Linked DNA regions of Gossypium arboreum: regions 1 and 2 are each linked to region 3. The links are chromatin contacts, called in public Hi-C maps. All regions are on one chromosome and are shown on one strand. Each heading gives the region's core, a stretch centred on a gene start, on an enhancer-like site or on the middle of the called end of the contact. The rest is flanking DNA. Distances are from core to core; before and after follow the strand shown. Region 1 holds the start of LOC108476768 (allantoate deiminase 2). Region 2 holds the start of LOC108479148. Region 3 holds the start of LOC108479344 (urease accessory protein D).

Region 1 (2,700 bases), core at 104-2,603, 130 kb after region 3:
TTATATAAATAAAATAACCGTTACTAGATGTTTCAATGTACCGCTTTGGGTTTTAGATGTTTTAAATATTTTTCATATACAGTCTCATTTTAGTTTCTTCATAAATTATATATACATGTAAATATTTTTCATATATATATTTATAGTCTATTTTAATTTCTTAATAAATTATATATTATATATACATGCAAATATATCTCAATTACATCAATATAAATATATTTATATGTAAATATAAAATTTAAAATTATTAATCAGGTTGATTAATTTAATTTAATAGCTTTTACTTTAAATATAATTATAGAAAAATAAAATGGTTAAGATAAAAATTAAAATAATTTAAAATATCAAAATTTTGTACCAACCGATATACACGATACAAGTCGATATTAACCAAACGGGTTAAAGCACATCAAAATTTTAATTGAAACAAAATATATATACTACTTGATATTGATTTAAGATCGAAACAATACATACTGACTTATATAATCCCTATCGATACCATAATAAATAATTTATAAAAATTAAACAGTTATATAAATAATCATATAAAGGACTAGGTGGAGTGGAGTAACGCAAATAAAATTAAGAATAAGGATGGATGAGATTTTGTGGCCAACAAGATGCGTGAAATGAATTAGCATGGTGATTCAGGGTCATGGAGGGATCCACCCACAAGTCACCTCCAGTTTCTGATCACAAAAGGAAAAGCATACGTGGATGGGGCCCACCCATCACAGTCATTTTCTCGATCCAATTCATCTCTTGTTTTTATTGAAGGAGTAAGGGGAAAGGATTTGGTAAAAAAAAATAAAAAAAAAAGGGATAATTACTGTTTAGGTAAAGTTCGTTTGGAAATAAACTTCATATGGATTTTGTAAACTATTAAGTACAATTCTAACACTAAATAAAAATAAAATAGATTTTAACCTCATCCATCAGTATGCAAATGCAAATCACGAGAAAGCTGCACGTGAGTCGGTTTTAGGTTGGCCAAGGCAATTCAGATTTCATCCCTTATAATTATTATGAAAGGTTTTTATATTATGAATGATATTATATTATATTTTTTATTTAAAAATAGTGAATTAATTATTATATTTATATTAAATAATATTTTTATTAAAATTTTAATAAAATATTATTAAAAAGATAATTACATATTTCGATAATAAAAATATCAAAAAAGGAAAATTAATATAACTAAATAATAACCCATGTCATGTCACAGTAAAAATAGATAGAGAAGTTTGCTTTTTGTACTTTAACTAAGATGAGTCCACGTCATAACGATCCCTCGAGATTCTTGGGTCCACTACCAACAAGGTGCTGCTGGCTGCTGACTGCTGATTGCTTATTTATTTAATCAAAGATTGATGAGACTAGAGAAGAGAAGCGTGAGCCAACCTTTATCTCTTGTTTCGTGGCCATTGTTTCTTTCTCTCTTTGGTTCACCATTTTCATTTGTTCTCGCAGAGCTCACTCAGCGGCACACATGACTTTTACCAGAATTTCCCTTTTCTCTCTCTTTTTCTCCTCTTTCTTTTTCCTATCATCAACCCTTTCTTCTCATCTTTATCCTGCTTCTGCAACTACTTCTGGTATTTCCCTTTTTTTTTCATTATATATCACTCCGGCTTTCGTTCTTGTTTTTTTTTTCCCTTTTTTTCTTTACATTTTGGACGATAAATTAATTTTATTTCAGTTGTTCCATTTTGGTATAATTCATTCATCTTTTCCTTTCAATTTAATCTTAACATCCTTTCAAGCTCTTTACCTGTCTTCACTTTCTCTTTCTTTAAAAAAAAAAGTATTTTTTTTAAATAGTGGATGAATGCAGGGATAGATGAGATGAGAGATCATAGCTAGCTTCAACCTTTTTTCTTTTCTCTATCTTTATCCTGTGTAACACCAGCATAACTGCATAAGAAAGAAGAATGACTCGCTGCTTACTACTTAATAGTGTTCTTATTTATATTTATATATACTTTTTATTTGTTTGGTTTACGAGTAATGATTGTTGTCTTACTATGTGGTTATTGAAGAAAAAGATGGCAAAACGAGATCTTTGTATTCAGAAATTTTAAGGGACGAGGCAGTTGCAAGGCTTAATAATCTTGGAAAGGTATTTGACATTTATATCAATTTTTTTATTTTAAAGATGGTGTGTTCTTCTATTATCAGATTACCCAAAAAAAAACCCCGAAAAGAAGGAGAAGGCAAGGGCTTTACTTGAGTTTCCTCTGACCCAGAAATTGTTCATATCATATTTGACGAAATCATTAAACCAGCTCTGGAGGAATGCAGAGAAATTTATTTCTCTCGTCTACTAAACAGTGTACATGAGCCTCTTAGAACAAATTTAATTCAATAAGGATTAGACTAAAGATTACACATATCCATTGAACCTAGCAATAATACATGGTTGGGACCATGACTTATGCGTATGTGATTACGACCAGTGACCAGTTGAAAGTTGTGGAGCCAAGTTAGTTAGTCATTAGTTTTTGATGAATTGCCTAAGTTAACAGGAAAGCAATGTTTAACGAATGTTGTTTGCTTCATTTTATAGGTGAGTGATGCTGATGGCTACCTTGAGAGAACATTTATGAGCCCAGCTTCTGTGAGGGCAGGCTTTCTTATTCGTGAGTGGATGGAGGATGCTGGTTTGAGAACGTTAGCTTTCCACCTTTTTTC
Region 2 (2,700 bases), core at 48-2,547, 150 kb before region 3:
TGTGTGTTACAATTTTATTGAAAAATATTATTTTTAATTATACTGAAAACATAATTATTAGTTTAGTTAAAAAATTATGAAAATTACTAATAAAACTACAAATTTAATATGAAATTCTAGCACGTGGGATTGCAAACCTCAAGTTTGTCTATGAAGAGCAGATCTAATTGCGTTAGTGTGTATAATTGATTTCTTCTATTTAATACTAATTGATAGGGCCTAATTGGTAAATATTACAAGATCTTGTGCATTGGAATCCACGGTTATGGACCCATATCCATTAGTATGGAACATTTTCTTTTCCAAGTGAAATCCCCTAGTATATGAAAGAGTGAAAAAAGTGATATTCGTTGTTGTGGAATAGGAAGTCTTCGTATATTAATCATGTATTTAATTTATTTGGGACCATTAGAGTGGGATCCACTTTTTGGGAAATATAAGTCGTAGCAATAATAAGAATATTTCTAGTGGAACATCTTTCACAGTCTTTGAAGAGATAGTTCACTAATAGACCGATGGATAAGTAATTTGCCTCTTTCACATCTAGATTATGAATGTTTAGAATCCATATTATGTAAGGAGACATTGCTTTTGATAGTTCGAATTGGAAAGTGATATAAAATTCGTCTATTTTCGATATCATATCCATAATTAATACATTCATCATAGTTAGAAGTTTTAGACACATTCTGTCATGTCTTTCACTCTAAAATCATTTTTCTATCAAATTATACATTTATTTTGACAAGAAAAAAAATTGAATAAATATACTAGACATGAAAACAGAAAAAAAAAATTATGAAATGTGATGGTTGCTCACTTTATTCGTTAACTATAATATTAAGAGTTCAATCTTTACCTAAGAAAATGAAACACGTTTCATGACTTTTATCTTTTTAAAAAATACCCGCAGCTAGAAGATTAGTTACCATGAACACCTTAGTTTCAACATAAAATAAAGAAAAGAATACCAACCATGAGTGAGTCGTCAGCAAAGCTTGTGTAATCTGGAACATTTGCCGGACTTGGCGATCGATAAATCTTAGCCCACAGGATTTGGCCAGGGGTAAATGAGCCCATAAAGCAAAGCTTGAAAAACACGGCCTACTTTACTCTCCATTTCAGTAACAGCCGTCGAAACTGTTTTTGGATAGTTTAGCACTATAATAAAACTGAAAATTAAAATATCAAAGAATTATTTTAAATGATTAAATATTTTTTAAAACATCAAAATTTAATTTAAGAAAAATATAAAATTAAGATAATCGAAATCATAAATTGTTCGCACAGCAGTGTCCAATTTCAGTCTCACCAACCCATAACCGTCCGTCTCTCACCGCGGGACCCACACAACCTAGATGAACACGCACAAACAAGTGCTCCGTGCATTCTACGCGGTCACCCCGTGCGTCGAGGGCCAAATTGCCGACGTTTTCAAGCAAATTGTAAAATAAAAGGAAGTTAAAAGAAGGGCAAAGAAAAGTTTAAAAAAATAATGATTGCCGTGTCGAAATGGTCGTAAAGAGGCAAAATTTTATAGATCTAGAAAAATACAAAAGAAAAATAAATAGAAAATTTAATAATAGTAAGATCAAAACCAACATATAAGAAAAAATAAAAAAAGAAAAAGGACATGATAGAGGGAGAAAGAGAGACGACTCTCTAATCAAAATCTTCGACGGAGAAAATGAGCGAATTTTAGAGAGAGAAAGTTAATAATCTTCTCCTTTGCTGCTTAAAAGTTCACAGCTTTCCCTTCTTGAGGTAAACATACTCTTTTATTTATTTATTTTATGGATTAGTGTGAGATTTTAGTAAAGTTTATAGCCTTCAATCTGTTTATGGTTTTCAGTTCCGATTCGAATTTATATTTCGATTTGGTTATAGGCGTGGTGATGGTTCTATTTGTACAGAAGTATAGTTTTTTTTAGTGTCTGATCAGTGCTGGAGAGAATATTTAGAGTTCTTTTTTTTTTTTTTAAAGATTAGACTGCCGACTCTCACTGCATGTTATTATTACTACTTAATTTCGATGTTGTCATTTCAACCATATAAATTATTTGTTTTATCATGGATTTAAGCAAATCGGTATTCAAGTTGGATTTGCCTTGTATGGGATCACACTTTGTGGGATTGATTTAAGTAGTTTCGTGGAATGTTTGTTTGATCTGCACCATTTCCTTCGCATATTTTTCTTGGAATCCGCGTTATTTATAATTCATGTTTAGGGTTCTAGATTTGCTTCAGATGCATTATAACTACTGCTTTGTATCTTCGATTCTTTTGTTTAACTTTGCCCCCCCCCCAAAAAAAAAAAATGTCTCAGATGTATGATTCAGTTGAAATGTTTTTTACAGCTTCAATTCTGTTCTCTGTTGCGTTAAAAGTTTTATTGAAAGTTGTTAGAAGGTGAGAATCCTAACAGAAAATTAACTTCAAAAATTCTATTATGAGGTTCTCAATTAAATTTAGGGTATTTGTGCTAAATATATGGTATGATCCAAGTGCAAGAATTACTTCTCCCAAAAAATTAGACTGGGTTCATTTATCTTGAAAAATATTGTGCTCTTTATAAGTTGTGGTTTGTATTTAATTCCATTTATGTGCATCAATATAATAATGCAATGCTTGATTGACCTTGTTTGTGAGGTTATTGTCTTTTAAACAAATTGGTTATTTATTAGTGTGGACGGTGTTGTT
Region 3 (2,700 bases), core at 9-2,508:
TGCGATGACTTGGTACTCGTGCATGCTTTCTGCTATATCCACCGGGCTAGATTGTTCTAGCAAGACCTATGATTTCATAAAAGAACAATGCGAAAAGGAGGAAGCAAATAAAAGAAAAAAAGAGAGATTAACACATTACGAGAACATCAGAGGCCACCATTTCTTTCATGCATCATGATCATAAACAGATTAGCATTACAACTAGAGGTGATAATGAGAATATTACGGTGTCAAGAAAGACAGGTTGATTGCCTTCGGCAAATATGCAGTTGCTGCTCCGATAAAGTTCAAAATCCCATTTCTCCCCACTCTCATGACGGCCGCTTGTAAACCAATCTACAATGATCAAACTTGAGTCGGACACCACTCTGAAGACCTGTTTCTGAGAATATCTTGCTGTGGAAAAACATGTTACTGGATCCGGAATGACTACAAATAGAGCACCACTACCAATTCTTGCCTACTGCATAGCAAAGCAAAACTTAGCCATTTCCACCGCAACCATTTATCTAAACACAGTCAAAATGTAGAACCTTTTTTTATAAAAGGTCTCACCCAAGATAAGATGTTAGCGTAAATTAGTGGTTATGCATCAGTCTGCATTAGCATGTGGGTCATAACTAAGGAAGGATAGTTACCTCCAAGACTTGTTCAGAACACTTGGATCCCAAAGATTTGTAGACCTAATACCACAACACAGGTGGAACCATGTTAAGAAACCAATGCGGTAAAAACCCAATTTGTAGTGCACCAATATGTGATCTCATCAGATAAAGATCAGACCTTTGTAGAGGATTGGGTAGTAAGAACAGCAGTGCAGCCATCTCCAATTGTAAATTCAACTGAAATAGAATCCCCCTGACAAAGACAACGATACACAAATTCACAACCCCCCGAAAACACAAAGAAATGATAGAAAGATTGATGTCTGAGTTACGAGAGAATACGGAGACAATGCCACCGCCATAGGTGAGGCTGTAAATCCAGACAGCATCGGTAATGGAAGAACCAACCTGAGGAATCAACCAATCATCAGCTTCAGTTGAAGAGAATAAACAAAAAGACTTGTTAGTTATCTGTTGTAATATAAGAAGAGAGAAAACCTTTCTTGGGATAATGAATTTAAGTGGATACTTTGAGAAGCTTCTTATCACTGTTGACTTTCCTCTCACCTTCTCCACTACAACCTTTCCCTTCTCCATTTCCATTTTCTACTTCCATATTTCCCAACCCCGTAACAAAGGAACACTCTATTACAAATACTCATTGGGCTTTGTTAGAGGGCAGGCTGCTCTGTGTGGAACACTCTAACCCAAGTTCTATGGAGGGTTTTAAAGTTAAAAGCCCAAACTCAAAAAAGCTCTGTCAAGTGCTCGGTACAAAAGATCCTTGCTTTAGATTTACGTCTACTTGAGGTATTCATCTTCAGATGGTTTTGACTAATTTTATCACTCTTGAGAAGTGGGTGCTAGTTCAATTTGGAAATTGTGTTGTGGAAAACTGAATTAAAGTAAACCTATAGTGATTTCTCTTCGACTGAAAGAATCATTTGATTTGATGAACGGATGCAGGACCAAGAATATGCAGTTGGCCGTGTTGGTTTTTTCTTATGCCAGTGATCCATTGAGGACAATCTATATTAAGATCTCTTATTTCTATTATTTTGGCAAGCTCAGAAGAGCAAAAAATATGCACTGCAAAACTGCAGGGTTCATCTTCTAAAATTTAAATACAAACACAAACGTTTCTTATTTGTGAAGATTACAGCCATACAAATTGCACGACATTGCGGCAGCATTCGCTTGCATCCTCCCGCAACTACTCTTCCCCTTAGAGCACAAGTTGAACCCATGAAGGCAAAAATGAAATTGCATCAATGCCTAAAGTGTCTCACTTTTGTGAAAAGCAATGAAACTCCATACTTGTTACAACAGTCCACAGCATCCCCATCTCTAATGCTCCCACCAGGCTCTGCAATCACTCCAATACCACTTTCACAAGCTTCTTCCACTGCATCTTTCCAAGCTATTAATAGAAAAACACATATTTGTTAGGTAACAGGTCATATGAACAAAAGAATCATTACTAGATTGAATGCCTGCATACAGGTCCATTACTTGAGACGTTTTCAGTATTTATTTGCATGTCTGTGTGCCTATGAAATTGGATCTTAAAAACAATAAGGAGCACAAAACTTTTCAAGGTAGTAATTACCAAATGGAAAGAATGCATCACTAGCCAAAGCAGCTCCCTTGACCTCATCTCCTGCTTTCCTCAAAGGTATTCTCAAGCTCTCCAGACGGTTTGGCTGCCCACTTCCCATACCCAACATACGGTTGTCCTGATGAGCGAATGTCAAAGGGTCATCAAATCTCATCATACTAAGCTTTTCTTTTCATGGCTGTTTTATCCAAACATGTTTTTTGGAAGAGGAAGGGTACATATTTATCATAAGGATCTCCAGGCCAACAAGATTACTAAGCACCATTTTAATCAGTACTGAATTTCCTAACAAAATGAAAGTTCAAACCTTTGCTATTACAATAGCATTGCTTTTGACATGCTTGACACACAGCCATGCAAATTCTGCATCACGAAGCTCATTATCTTGTGGCTTCTTCTCAGATACCACATTGAACTGGATATCTTGGGGGGTCAAGTCATCTGAATCCTGGGCTAACCACCCACCACCAACCTGTC

Evidence for each region. A called contact is a pair of places that touch in the nucleus more often than the background predicts.
Region 1: a Hi-C map of leaf shows a contact between it and region 3, with 3 times the contacts expected there. The contact joins the promoter of LOC108476768 here to the promoter of LOC108479344 in region 3. A contact is called at or near these places in 2 of 5 Hi-C or Micro-C datasets (both in leaf).
Region 2: a contact with region 3 is called in a Hi-C map of leaf, with 4 times the contacts expected there. The contact joins the promoter of LOC108479148 here to the promoter of LOC108479344 in region 3. A contact is called at or near these places in 2 of 5 Hi-C or Micro-C datasets (both in leaf).

Annotation. Positions count from the first base shown.
Region 1 is chr12:10,225,842-10,228,541 of ASM2569848v2, forward strand. It overlaps LOC108476768 (allantoate deiminase 2), which reads left to right and starts at 1,354. Exons shown (of 12, transcript XR_001870133.2): 1 at 1,354-1,604; 2 at 2,049-2,128; 3 at 2,576-2,679.
Region 2 is chr12:9,946,918-9,949,617 of ASM2569848v2, forward strand. LOC108479148 reads left to right here and starts at 1,298. Exons shown (of 10, transcript XM_053022842.1): 1 at 1,298-1,764.
Region 3 is chr12:10,095,110-10,097,809 of ASM2569848v2, forward strand. It overlaps LOC108479344 (urease accessory protein D), which reads right to left and starts at 1,259. Exons shown (of 8, transcript XM_017781885.2): 1 at 1,104-1,259; 2 at 948-1,013; 3 at 784-858; 4 at 639-683; 5 at 227-460; 6 at 1-66. The coding sequence starts at 1,208. It overlaps LOC108476753, which reads right to left. Exons shown (of 11, transcript XM_017779058.2): 9 at 2,531-2,700; 10 at 2,215-2,341; 11 at 1,636-2,025. The coding sequence ends at 1,874.